Regions from separate parts of the Muntiacus reevesi genome. Here all the other regions are linked to region 3. A link is a contact called in public Hi-C data. All regions are on one chromosome and are shown on one strand. The core of a region is the stretch at or near the end of the contact, and the rest is flanking DNA. Distances in the headings are between cores, read along the strand shown.

Region 1 (4,249 bases), core at 1,371-3,870, 130 kb after region 3:
GGTTCATTTCAGGTTTCGTACATGAAGAATGAAGTCAAAACCATGTCCCTTCACCTATATTCAACCTTGTGTTCTTAGCAAGGATCTGTGTGAAACTTTTTCCAAGGTCCCATTTAAAATCACAAAGCCTGGGAGTGGGAAGTTTTTCACTTTACTTAGGCGAAAGGTCATTGTAACTCAATAAATGGGTAAACACAGATTAGAAAGTGGGAGGAAGACCAAGAAATTAGATATGGGGATCCAGAGGCCCCCAAATCCTACTCTAGGACTATATGACCACTCTATTTTTGTACTATCTCTTGGAATTTTGGTGTGTTTAACCGCCCCCCCCCCCCCCTGCCTTTCTGCACTGAGTAAGTGCTAAGAAAAAAACCAAAAACAAAAAAATGAGTGGGAAGAGGGAGTGGTACTATGCAAAGCCAGAGTCAAATCCTATTTTGGAAAGCTTTATTGTCCACTTTAGTGGGTCCTGAATATAAAGGAAGTCCAGTCTTTAAGTGCCAGTCTTTACTGTCTAGCACTTAAAGAAGAAAGGTCTAATGTCACTGTATGGGGGTTGAAGTAGGTGCCAAAGGAAAAGCAGTTCCCACCACCTCCAAGGAGCAGGAGCTGTTGCTCTTCAGGAAAGAGGATGCTGGTATGATTGTGTAGCATTAATGGCCATGGCACACATGTTGTGTCAATCTGATACTCAAAGCTCAATCCTGTAGACAAATCAATAACAGTCACTCCAGGAACTGCGGAGGAATGAATCCAGACCCCTCCAACCAGCAAAAGCTTCCCATTGACTACATGAGCTGTGTGGGAGTACCTTGGGGTAATGGGAGGCTGGATGGCTATGGATTCCCAGAGGAATCCACAAGTGATTGGTTTCAGAAAGAATACAGAGCTCAGTGGCTCCTCAGAAGCACCCAGACCTCCAGCAATGAGGGCTCCCCCTTGCCAGCTGCAGGCACTGTGGGAATGCCGACCTTCAGGTCCTTCTCCTTCCACTGGGATGCTAACCCAAGTCATTGTTCCCACGTGGAGGAAATGCCAGTCACTTAGTACAGGTTCTGCCACACTGCGGCCCCCATACACAAACAAATATTTCTGATTCTCACAGGACACTTCTGTTGTTGAATGGCGCCAACGTGACAAGGTGGAATCTTCTGGACTGAACTTCGTGACTGTTACATTTGGGTCCTCACTGCTATTATCCTCTTTCACACAAGAAAGTTGGAGTATCCCCAAGGCTGGAGTTACTGGGGACAGTCTCCCTCCTAGAACCAGAACCTGAGTATCTGAAAGTCTTGTCATGGTGTGATAAAGGCGTCCATCCCACTGAGCTCCAGTTCCCCAGCTGCCTATCTGGTTGCCTTTCCATTCAAAGTCACTGTATCTTAAGAGCATATGAAACTTGCTCACTCGGCAATGTCGCCCCTCCTGCTCTCCAAATCCTCCTGCACTGAGAATAACGCCTGGGCTCAAAAGGACAGAGGCGTGGCCATATCTCCTAAGGCCCGGGCCCTGCGTGTCCCCAGTGACTACACTGGCAGGGAAGACTCCTGAAGGGGAAGCCGGATCTATCCGAGGAAACATCTCTGAAGGTGGAAACACCAGAGTCTGGGAGAGGCTGTCTCCCCGAGAAGCGGCTAGAATGAAATAGTGGGCACACTTCAGATGCCACTCCTCAAACTCGTCAAAAGGTTCAAGATTTTCCACGCGTCGGCGTTCTTCTGCGGGGAGAAAGCAGCGATAGAATTCATTCAGGTCCATGGCGCGACAGGCAGTCCAGCCGGCCTGAAGGAAACGCTTCTGCTGGGCCTCCGCGTCGGGAAAGCGGTCAAGGCCATTAAGGGGAGAATTTAGGTGCCGAAAATGTTGCTGCATGAACTCGCCAAAGGCGTCCTGCGGTCTCATCTGCTCATAGACGACGAAAATGGCATTAGAAAACCGCTGGGCGGCCCAGGCGATGAGGGCCGCGGCATCATCCGGCTCGAGGTAGGTGAGCACGGCCTCAGCCAGGAGCAGGGTAGGGGCGGCCGCGTCAAGACCGGCGGCGGCAAGGGCCTGGTCCAGCCGCTGCAGCTGCCGCAGGTCCAGGCCCAGGATGCGGTAGTCTGAGCTCTCAAAGCACAGATTGGACCCGGGGTCTCCGCGCTGGAAAGGCCCGGTTAACGCGCACAGATCCGGCGTATCTCGAATCCTCTGCGCTTTGCGCTCGGCCACGTCCGGAAAGTCCACCTCCCAGACAGCAGCTTCTGCCAGGCGGCCGGTAGTTTTCAGGCGAAAATACAGTGAGTCTGAGCCGGCGCCCAGCGACAGAATCTGCGCGCGAGGGCTGCCGGGGGCCGCGCACGTCCGCTCTACGAAGGCGCGCACGCAGTGCCGCACGGCGCGTGCGCGGACGTAGTAACCGCGGTGGATGAGCGGCGCGCGGCGCGCCGTCCCCGGAACCAACAAGGCAGCAAAGGCATCGTGCACGTACCCGCGCGCGGCCAGGGAGCTCTTGCTGAGCGCGCTGCTGTCGTTGGTGCTCTGCACTGCCTCAGCCCGACGTTCACGGCTGCGCGAGCCCATGGTCAGGGGAGTCAGGAGCTGCGGTCCGTCGGGGTGGTGAGCTGCCCTTTGGTCCGGTAGTACCCTGTACCCGCGAGTACAGCTCGCGGACTCGGTACTGGGCGGGGCGGGGGGGGGGGCGGGAAACAACGCCCAGTTTCATCTCTTCCTCGGATAGGCGGGCGTCACTTCCGGAAGGGCGCGCCTCGCCAATCGGGATTGAGTAGGCTGCAGCTGGCGCTGACAGTCGGCTGTGATTGACGTTTCTTTGATTTTCTATGACCAAGATTTCGCGGGAAGACTGACGGCTGCGTCTTTTTGTGGACACGTTGACTGTGTCGGGGAAGCGCGGATTGTCACTTTTCTACAAGCCTTCCTGGCTGAAACGAAAATATTTCTTAAGTTTTCATAAGCTGACTCAACTGTTGACAAAAAGCTTTCAGAGGTGAGCCTGTGGGGACTGACAACCCAGAACTCGTTGGACTGCAGCGCCTGCATTGAGTGTCTGGTAGCGACAAACAGGGTTAGGACCACGAATTTTAGGGGGCAGGGAGAAGAAACGATCTTTCCTTGGATGCTAACTACGAATACGAAGAGATCCCATTTACGTCTGAAAACAAGTTAGTGAGGCCAGGTACAAAATGAAGAAACCTTTACAGAAGTTGTGATTCACCCAATCAGTGTTTCCCCACAAATGTATACTGTCGATTCCCTTGTATCCCAGGCTCTGTGCTAAGCTTACAGTAAATACACCACTCAACCTTTGTTTCTCAGCTGTAAAGTGATACTCCCCTCAGCGTTCAAAGTTCTGTCTTCTTGGATAGAATTGAATATGTCTGTGGAAGAGGGAATCACAGAAGAGAAGTGATTATTCTTTCTGAGTCTTAGCAGTTTAAAATAATCAAGTTTCAAGTTTGAGTGTTTGGGAGTCATCACCAGTAGGAAATCACTTGCAAAGATACTTGGGGGATTTGTAACTTGTTAATTGGGATTTGGTGACTGTGGGAGCCTAGAAGGAGAAGGAAATCAGGGTGTCTCTTAAGTATGGTTACCTTGAAGCAGTATAGCATAATAGTGAAGGGCATGAGTTTTGGAGTCCAGCTGATTCGGATACTGGAACTGTGTCATTTAGATTTGGTATTTAAGAGCTCTTAGTGACTTTCCGTTTAGTTCAGTCGCTCAGTCGTGTCTGACTCTTTGCGACCCCATGGACTGCAGCATGCCAGTCCTCCCTGTCCATCACCAACTCCCGGAGTTTACTCAAACTCATGTCCATTGAGTCAGTGATGCCATCCAACCATCTCATCTTCTGTCGTCCCCTCCTCCTCCTGCCTTCAATCTTTCCCAGCATCAGGATCTTTTCAAATGAGTCAGCCCTTCGCATCAAGTGGCCAAAGTATTGGAGTTTCAGCTTCAACATCAGTCCTTCCAATGAATATTCAGGACTGATCTCTTTTAAGATGGACTGGTTGGCTCTCCTTGCAGTCCAAGGGACTCTCAAGAGTCTTCTCCAACACCACAGTTCAAAAACATCAATTCTTTGGCGCTCAGCTTTCTTTATAGTCCAACTTTCATATCCATACATGACTACTGGAAAAACCATAGCTTTGACTAGACGGACCTTTGTTGGCAAAGTAACATCTCTGCTTTTTAATATGCTGTCTAGGTTGGTCATAACTTTTCTCCCAAGGAGTAAGTGTCTTTTAAT
Region 2 (4,379 bases), core at 57-2,556, 240 kb before region 3:
CTGCCAATGAGAGAGATGCAGGTTCAATCCCTGGGTCAGGAAGATCCCTGGAGAAGGAAATGGTAACCCACTCCAGTATTCTTGCCTGGGAAATCACATGGACAGAGGAGCCTGGCGGCCTACAGTCCGTGGGATTACAGAAAGAGCCAGACACAAATTAAAAAAATAAATAAATAAATAAATAAAATTGTGCTTTAAGACACCATCCAGAAATGATTTTCGAACTTGCCTTACTTATCCAGCAAATTTTTTTATAAAATTGGTTTGGCATACTAAGACTTACAGAACTGGGTAGGAACACTTGCATTTTAAGTGCATAAACTGGAGACTTCAAATGATAACAGAATTTTCTCACTGGGTCATTCAAAAACAAGTGTATTATTCCTTCCCCAAAATATTCTCTTCCACACTTGAAAGAACTCTGCCTCACACTAGGCACTCCAGCTTTTCAATTGTTTCCGCCTACATTTAACTACAAAGAAGAAAGACTGCTTATCAAATTCACAGTTCGCCTAAAACAAAGAAACGTCTATCATCGGCTCTAAATCTATAGGGCGGAATTCTCTTAGGACAGTGAGGCAAAGAACTTCAACCGCAACTGAAATTGTCTTTGCAATCTCGGTTTCCAGGAGACTGAAAGGCTGCAGAGCTGCGAGAAGATCCTGCAGGGAGGTTGGGGTGGCAGAGGGAGCTAGCGGGGGAAAGGGGTGAGTCCCACAGAGGAGCTGCATTAGACTTTGAGAACCTAAAAGGGACAGAAGTTTAGCTACAAGGAAAAATAGACTTATCTGCAGATCAAGTACGTTTTCAAAGAGAACTTAAAGTGATGAGGATAAGCGAAAACGACAGAAAACCATTAACCCTTCACAACCCGAGGGTAAGAGAAGTAGGAAAAGGGGACCGGGGCGGGGGAGGGGGGAGGTAGGAAAGGACGGGGAGAGTAAGGTCCCAAAACACCGGGATTTGAAAAAAAGTACCCGAGCTCTGAGCTTGGCCTTAGTCCGCATCTCTCGTACCGGTATGCGGACGGCAGGAAGAAAGGATCGCCCTTACCCAGGGCTGTAGACCACAACGCGTTTACTGCGATAACGAGCCCTGCACAAGAAGATGTCGCCTCTGTCCCTGCTTGCTCCCGTTCATTTCTTTATCTCTTACTCTGACACCAACTGCACTCCAGCAGAACTCTGTCAAAGCCTGCGCTCCAGGACAGCAAAGGAAAATACCTGAGTCCCAGGAATCACGCCCGCAGCGACAGGAGGAGGAGGAGCGGCGGACAACTCGAGACCGGGCAAGATCCTTACTTGTCTCTAGTCGAACACTAATTCTTACGGGTGGGGCGGGGAACTTCCGCCCTGAGCGAGGAGAGCGTCACTTCCGCTTAATGCTTTATCTGTTCCTCGCCTTCTCCATTCCAGAGACGTTCCTTACGTTCGCAATGTTCTCACTTCCTTTTCCAGAGCCCTTCCGCCTAGCCCGAATTTCTGACGTGGACTACATGACCCTGCATGCATCACGGCAGGTTGATTTCCGGGTCAAGAGGTCCGCGCTGGGTACATCACCTTGGAAGCGCTCGGTTTGGTCACGTGGTGCCCCTGGTTACGCCCGGTGGTAGCTGTGGGGTCTGGGGCTCAGGCGGGGGCCATTTTGCCGAAGGCAGCCTCCGGGAGTCAGGGGCTCAAGTTGTTCGCTTTTCCTCCTCTGCAGGTTGAGGCTTGGAGAGGAACAGGAAGGCTGGGCTCCATCGAGCCCTTCGGAGACGATGGTTTGCTCTAGTCTCCGCCACTTGACGACCCTCCATGGCGGCTGCGCCCTCAGCCCTGCTCCCGCTGCCGCCCCTTCCATCCTTCTGTGCCTATCGCCTCCAGAGCCGCAGTCGTCCTTCCGCCCCAGAGACTGATGATAGTCGAGGTGGGGGCGCCATGAGAGGCGAGAAAAACTATTGCTGCCGTGGAGCTGCCGGAGACCACGGTTCCTGCCCCCCGACACCCTCGCCTCTGGCCTCGACCCTCTTGATGCCCGCGGAGGCAATCTCAAGTAGTTGGTCTGGGCCTGGAGGTGGTTTGTCGGGGGGAGATGAAGAGGAGACTCGGCTCCTTCAACAACTGCGGACCGCGCCCGATCCTTCCGAGGCCTTCCAGGCTTTACAGGCTGCTTTGCCGCGGCGGGGCGGTCGACTTGGCTTGCCCCGACGAAAGGAAGCGCTGTATCGGGCCCTGGGCCGAGTGCTTGTGGAAGGAGGTAGTGATGAGAAACGACTCTGCTTGCAGTTCCTCTCGGACGTTCTCCGGGGTCAGGGGGAGTTAGGCCAGCTGGAAGAGGCCTTTAGCTTAGCTCTTCTGCCTCAGCTTGTCGTCTCGCTACGAGAAGAGAATCCAGCCCTGCGAAAGGATGCGCTGCAGATCCTACACATCTGTTTGAAGCGTAGTTCTGGACAGGTGCTGAGGACGCTTATACAACAAGGACTGGAAAGTACCGACGCCCGGCTTAGAGCCTCCACAGCACTACTGTTCCCTATATTGCTTACCCCTGAGGATTTGTTGCTCGACCTAGATCTTACCGAAGTGATAATATCCTTAGCCCGAAAACTTGGCGGTCAGGAGATAGAAGAAGAATCTGAGACAGCTTTCTCTGCACTTCAACAAATAGGGGAGCGTCTTGGCCAAGAGAGATTTCAGTCCTATATCTCTCGCCTGCCTTCTGCCCTGAGGAGACACTACAATCGCCGCCTGGAGTCCCAGTTTGGAAGTCAGGTTCCTTATTATTTGGAACTTGAAGCATCTGGATTTCCTGAAGATCCCCTTCCCTGTGCAGTGAGTCTTTCCAACAGCAATCTTAAATTTGGGATTATTCCTCAGGAGCTGCATTCAAGGTTGTTAGATCAGGAAGACTATAAGAACCGGACTCAGGCTGTTGAGGAACTAAAACAGGTGATGGGACGCTTTAACCCAAGTTCCACCTCTCATCCTAGCTTTGTGAGTTTCATTAGTTTGCTGTATAATTTGTTAGACGATTCTAACTTCAAAGTGGTCCACGGCACACTTCAAGTCTTGCATTTACTGGTTATTCGCCTTGGAGAGCAGGTACAACAGTTCTTGGGACCTGTTATAGCAGCTTCTGTCAAAGTGCTGGCAGACAACAAGTTGGTGATCAAACAAGAGTACATGAAAATCTTCCTCAAGCTCATGAAGGAAGTAGGTCCTCAACAGGTGCTTTGCTTGCTCTTGGAACATCTCAAACATAAGCATTCCAGAGTGAGAGAGGAGGTGGTGAACATTTGCATCTGCTCCCTCCTGACTTATCCCAGTGAGGATTTTGACTTATCCAAACTGTCTTTTGATCTTGCCCCAGCTCTTGTAGATAGCAAACGCAGGGTACGCCAGGCAGCTCTTGAAGCCTTTGCTGTGTTGGCATCGTCAATGGGCTCAGGTAAAACCAGCACCCTTTTCAAAGCTGTGGATACTGTGGAGCTGCAGGATAATGGAGATGGAGTGATGAATGCTGTGCAGGCCAGATTGGCTAGGAAAACCCTCCCAAAGTTAACAGAACAGGGCTTTGTGGAATATGCGGTACTCGTGCCATCATCTGCCCAGGGTAGATCGAGCCATTTGGCGCATGGAGCAGATGCAGACTGGCTTTTGGCTGGTAACAGGACTCAAAGTGCACACTGTCACTGTGGTGACCACACAAGGGATAGCATGCAAATGTATGGATCTTATAGTCCGACTATCTGTACTCGAAGGGTACTAAGTGCAGGAAAAGGAAAAAATAAATTACCATGGGAAAATGAGCAGCCTGGAGTCACAGGAGAAAACCAGACTTCCAGTTCCAAGGACATAGAACAGGTATGCATCTTCTCTAATTTCCTTGAGTTGAAACTATGAAAGAATTTAAAATAGAAATATGCCTGTAATGACTGAGGGGTGAGGCTCCTTGAGGGTTGTCATGCTTTGTTTTTTAAATCAGTTTACTGATGTATCAATTATAATGGGACAGAACACATAGGAACCTTCAATAGGCTTCCTGCTTGATGGATTTGATTAAATTTGAGGCACAATTTGGTATAGACAATACCTGGATTTCAGTTTTGATCTGTCACTTTGGCATATCTGTTATCTCATTCATGCAACAAACACTGAATACCTGGTAGGTACAGAAAAAGAACCACGTTCTAGGAATGAAGATCAAACGGGTTTTGCAGAATTTAGTTAAGGGAAGGGACCTGTAAATGGGCAGCTACAAATTGGTTAAGTGCTAAAATAGAAATTTTGAGTCCTATGGAAATGCTGAAAGTAGAAAAAATAATTACACTGGCGGGGGAAAAACCTTCCAAGAAGATCAGACATCTGAACTAAGGGTTGCCCCCACCAAAGTCTTTATTT
Region 3 (4,085 bases), core at 1,056-3,555:
CATCAGAAATTAGTCAACAGAAAACACAAATTCTTCCATCAGGGTAACACAAGCCTCCATGTTTCTTTGATGGCCAGGCAAAAACTGTTAACAGCTTCTCTGAGAAGTTCTGATTCATCTGCCATATTCACCAGACATTGCATCTTCAGATTCCCGTTTATTTCAGTCTTTACAAAATTCTCTTAATGAAAAAAATTTCAGTCTCTTGGGGGACTATAAATGGCATGTGGAAGAGTTCTTTGCTCAAAAAGATAACAAGTTTTGGGAAGATGGAATTATGAAGTTGCCTGAAAAATGGCAGAATGTAGTGGAATAAAATGGTGAATATGCTGTTCCATAAAATTCTTGGTGAAAATGAAAAAGGTCTTTCATTTACACTTAGAAACCAAAGGAACTTTTTGGCCAACCCAATGGATAACATTCAAAGAAACCAAATGAATCAATTTAAAGAAATGATCAACATAAAAAATGACCAAAGGACATGAAAGGCATTTAATAGAATACAAATGGCCCATAAATGAGTCAAAATGACACTCTATTTTACTAATAAATGAAGAGATGCAAATTAAAAGTGAGACTTCTTATGTTTATCAGTTTGGTAAAGGTTAATTTCAAACTATAGATGTGCATGCCATTGATCAATAAATTCCACTTAAAATTTTTCTTATGGAAACATCTACAAAAGAATGCAAATACATATGTGGTAATAATATTCAACATCTACTGCACCTATATCAGACACTACTTAATCTTACAGCAATTCATAAAAGTATTGTTATTATCCCCATTTTGAAGATGAGAAAACTAAGGCATAAAGTGGTTAAATAACCAGTCCAAGGTCCCACTGGCAATTAAGAGCAGGACTCCAGTCTATCTGATTTCAAAGCCTAAGTTCTTAAACAGGCCCTATACAAGGATGTTCACGGAAGTACTAAACTGATTGTAAACAATCTAGATGGCTACCAAAATTCCGCTGTTCACTAAAGCACCGGGCTAACTAGAAACAACCTAGACGTCTATCAATATGGGACAAAATTCTGCTTTTGTCATCCATATAACTGAATTCTATGTATTCAATAAAAAGATATACAAAAAATAAAAAAAAATAAAAAATAAAAAAAAAATTAAAAAAAAATAAAATAAAATAAAACACACACAAAAAATAAATAAATAAAAAGATATACATACAGACACACACACACTCTGACATAGAAAGTAGCTGGAATATACTAAGTTTAAAAAGCAGCAGAACAGGTTGTGCAATTGAATTTGTTAAAAAAAAAAAAACAGTATACGCAAAGACGGAAAAATCTGGAATTAAGATATTGTAAAAACTGTAATTGTAAATAGCACTTATCTTTGTAGAGAGGGATGAAGGGCTATTTACATCTGAAAATGTTTGCAATATGTAATTTAATCAGAAGAAAACACACACTAGATGGATAAATTGTTTCTTTAGCTCTGTGGATCCTGGGTTCCAAGGTGAAGAATCGGGCAGTGACGCACACAATATTCCTATTTGGAAATCTATTTTTTTTTTTTTTCTGGAAGTGATTGTAGAACAAAAGCCTAGGACGCTCACCACTGAAACGAAATCAGAGGGAAAGAGGTCTGCTCTCTTGATAAATACAGTAGACACGCAGCAAATACACACCGAATGAATGAGTGGTCGTGATACCGCAGCCAAAGACAGAAACGTACAAAAGTCCGCGAGACCGCAGAAAACTGAAGCGCTGGAACTCGCTGCGCCAGAGGGACCGGAGGCAGAAGCTAGGGTAGAGGGTCGGGGAGGCCGTACCTTGGATGAAGAGCCCGACCGGGCGAGACGGCAGCAGTCTGGGCTCGGCTTCGGGGCAGCGGGGGACCTGGGCGCCCTAAGATCGCGCCTCTGGCCCAAGTCTGCCCCACCCCTCAGCGGCCGAACCCCAGGTGATTCTCACCTTCTCCGTGAGGTTCCCTAACACGAACTATTAGGGAATTCAAATTTGAAGAGCCCGCGCTCCCGGCCAACCCTGGATTGGCGCGCTCAGGAATTGCGTCACCGTGCGTCTCACTGGGACTCCGGAAGCCTGGGGGCGCTTCCCGCTCCGCGTGGGCAATGGCTGTTTCCAGAAAAACTGGGTAACCCCAAGCTGCGACAGGTACTAGGCAGGCACCTCTAGTCGTCCTTGGACTTTGTTTCTTCTTCAGAAGAACGCCAGCTTCGCGTTTCGCGGCTCTTCCCGAAATGCTTTGCGGCAGGAAAGCTACGTCAGACGTCAGACGCGCTACTGCGCTTCTTACGTTTGGTCCTTCTCGGCTACCCTCTTTCTCTGTGTGAGAACGGTAATAGCTTTTGGTTATTTGTTGCTTCCAAGTGTGAGGAATTAGCTTGCTGAATATGTTTAAGAGAGCTTTTAAGTTTTCCCTGGCCGTCAGATATTTGAGGCCGAGAAGGAACGTTTTGTTCTTGAGGGGATAGTGGACTAAATGCAAAGTTATACTTGCAATAGTTATAATTTTTAACCTAATCATCTCGAACCATAAAAGCAATTCATCTTGACTACTGGGTTGCGATGCAGTTTGTTCCAGTCGCGTTCAGACTTATCCCAGTCTTAGACTTCTCCCAGTGTACTGTGCTTCCTTCGGCTCAGCGCCCCGGCATGACGCGTTGCGGGCTGGAAACTGTAGAATGCCTTGTTTCAGTCTTGGAGGAGGAGGAGCCAGAGGAGTAACTAGAGTTTCCAGCCTTAAATCTGTTCCAGCTCCCGTCCTGCGTGTTCTCTTCATGGACTGCGCCCCACCCCCCACCAAGTCAACATTTAGGACCGGAGAGTTTATTTTTTGCCTCTTTAAAGTGACGTTTGATATTCTCTCCTCTAAATCATGTATCCATAAATCTTGTGCTCATCGAATATTCAGAATCTAAAATACACTTTTTTTTAAAACACACTTTTTAAAACATCGAATGAAAATAAATAAAACATCGAATGAATGCAAGTAAGGAAAAGAAACCAGTTGGTAGTGGGAGGAGAGAATCAGGTCTGCATAGAAATTTCTGACTGTGCAGCATAATGAGAAAATGGCTGGACATGGATTTGCACCAAATTATGGGAAAAACCAGATGGCATAGTGGTAAAGAACTCGCCTGCCAATTCAGGAGATGTAAGAAACGCGGGTTCAATCTCTGGGTTTGGAAGATGCCTTGGAGGAGGGCCTGGCAGTCCATTCCAGTATTCTTGGCTGGAAAATTACATGGACAGAGGCGCTTGGCGGTACAGTCCATGAGGTCTCAAAGAGTTGGACACAACTGAAGGGACTTAGCAGGCAAACCAAACTTGAAATATATGTTTAGTGAAATCTATGAAATACACTTTGTGGGATAGAGGGACTTTGAAAAGAGGGGCATTCATACTTAAAAGCATCTGAAATAGAGGCATGAAAGATTTCTGTTTCTGATGATGAAGGTAACCATGGCTCACACTTTCATCTAAAACAGGAACTTTTAAATATTAAGGGCAGACACTCAGAATTACAGACTTTAATTTTTTAAATTAGCCACTTCTGTTTGAGAAGTAAGTAGGATCTAGTATGCTCCAGGGTGAACAGCAACAAGAATTTACATAAGAGTGACTAATAATTTTCCAAGGAAGTCTGAATAACACTTTGTGGATAAAAGTGCAGTGAGAAGGTATATAGGCCAAGGGACAACCTTCATCTGTCCAATGGAGCATCAACATGCTCCCTTGGATGGATCCTCTTAAGTTTGTGTTTCCAAGGATAGACGGGCTTTTTATGGTCAGAGCCAGGCACCTGGGATAATCTGTCCTAAATCTGTAACACCTGGGAACACATAGAGACCTACTTAGGGTTTAAAATACAAAGTAAGAGGGGATGGAATTCTTATGTTGTGTGGGAGTTGCAGTCAAGAGATCTGTATCTGCTTAGCCTGGAAGAATATTCCCAGAAACCATGGTAATATACTATGGTCCAGTTGTATACTGGGCTTCCCTGGTGGCTCAGAGGTTAAAGTGTCTGCCTCCAATGTGGGAGACCTGGGTTCAATCCCTGGGTTGGGAAGATCCCCTGGAGAAGGAAATGGTAAC

The links. A called contact is a pair of places that touch in the nucleus more often than the background predicts.
Region 1: a contact with region 3 is called in a Hi-C map of blood, with 2.5 times the contacts expected there. The contact joins the promoter of LCMT2 here to the promoter of MIS18BP1 in region 3. A contact is called at or near these places in 2 of 3 Hi-C or Micro-C datasets (blood and muscle).
Region 2: a contact with region 3 is called in a Hi-C map of blood, with 2.9 times the contacts expected there. The contact joins the promoter of KLHL28 here to the promoter of MIS18BP1 in region 3. A contact is called at or near these places in 2 of 3 Hi-C or Micro-C datasets (blood and muscle).

What each region holds. Positions count from the first base shown.
Region 1 is chr15:51,818,280-51,822,528 of mMunRee1.1, forward strand. LCMT2 (leucine carboxyl methyltransferase 2) reads right to left here and starts at 2,621. Exons shown (of 1, transcript XM_065905826.1): 1 at 451-2,621. The coding sequence starts at 2,562. The coding sequence ends at 508. It overlaps ADAL (adenosine deaminase like), which reads left to right and starts at 2,439. Exons shown (of 13, transcript XM_065905832.1): 1 at 2,439-2,598; 2 at 2,829-2,986.
Region 2 is chr15:51,452,400-51,456,778 of mMunRee1.1, forward strand. KLHL28 (kelch like family member 28) reads right to left here and starts at 1,307. Exons shown (of 5, transcript XM_065906253.1): 1 at 1,224-1,307. It overlaps TOGARAM1 (TOG array regulator of axonemal microtubules 1), which reads left to right and starts at 1,607. Exons shown (of 21, transcript XM_065906275.1): 1 at 1,607-3,842. The coding sequence starts at 1,797.
Region 3 is chr15:51,690,500-51,694,584 of mMunRee1.1, forward strand. MIS18BP1 (MIS18 binding protein 1) reads right to left here and starts at 2,306. Exons shown (of 14, transcript XM_065906280.1): 1 at 1,799-2,306.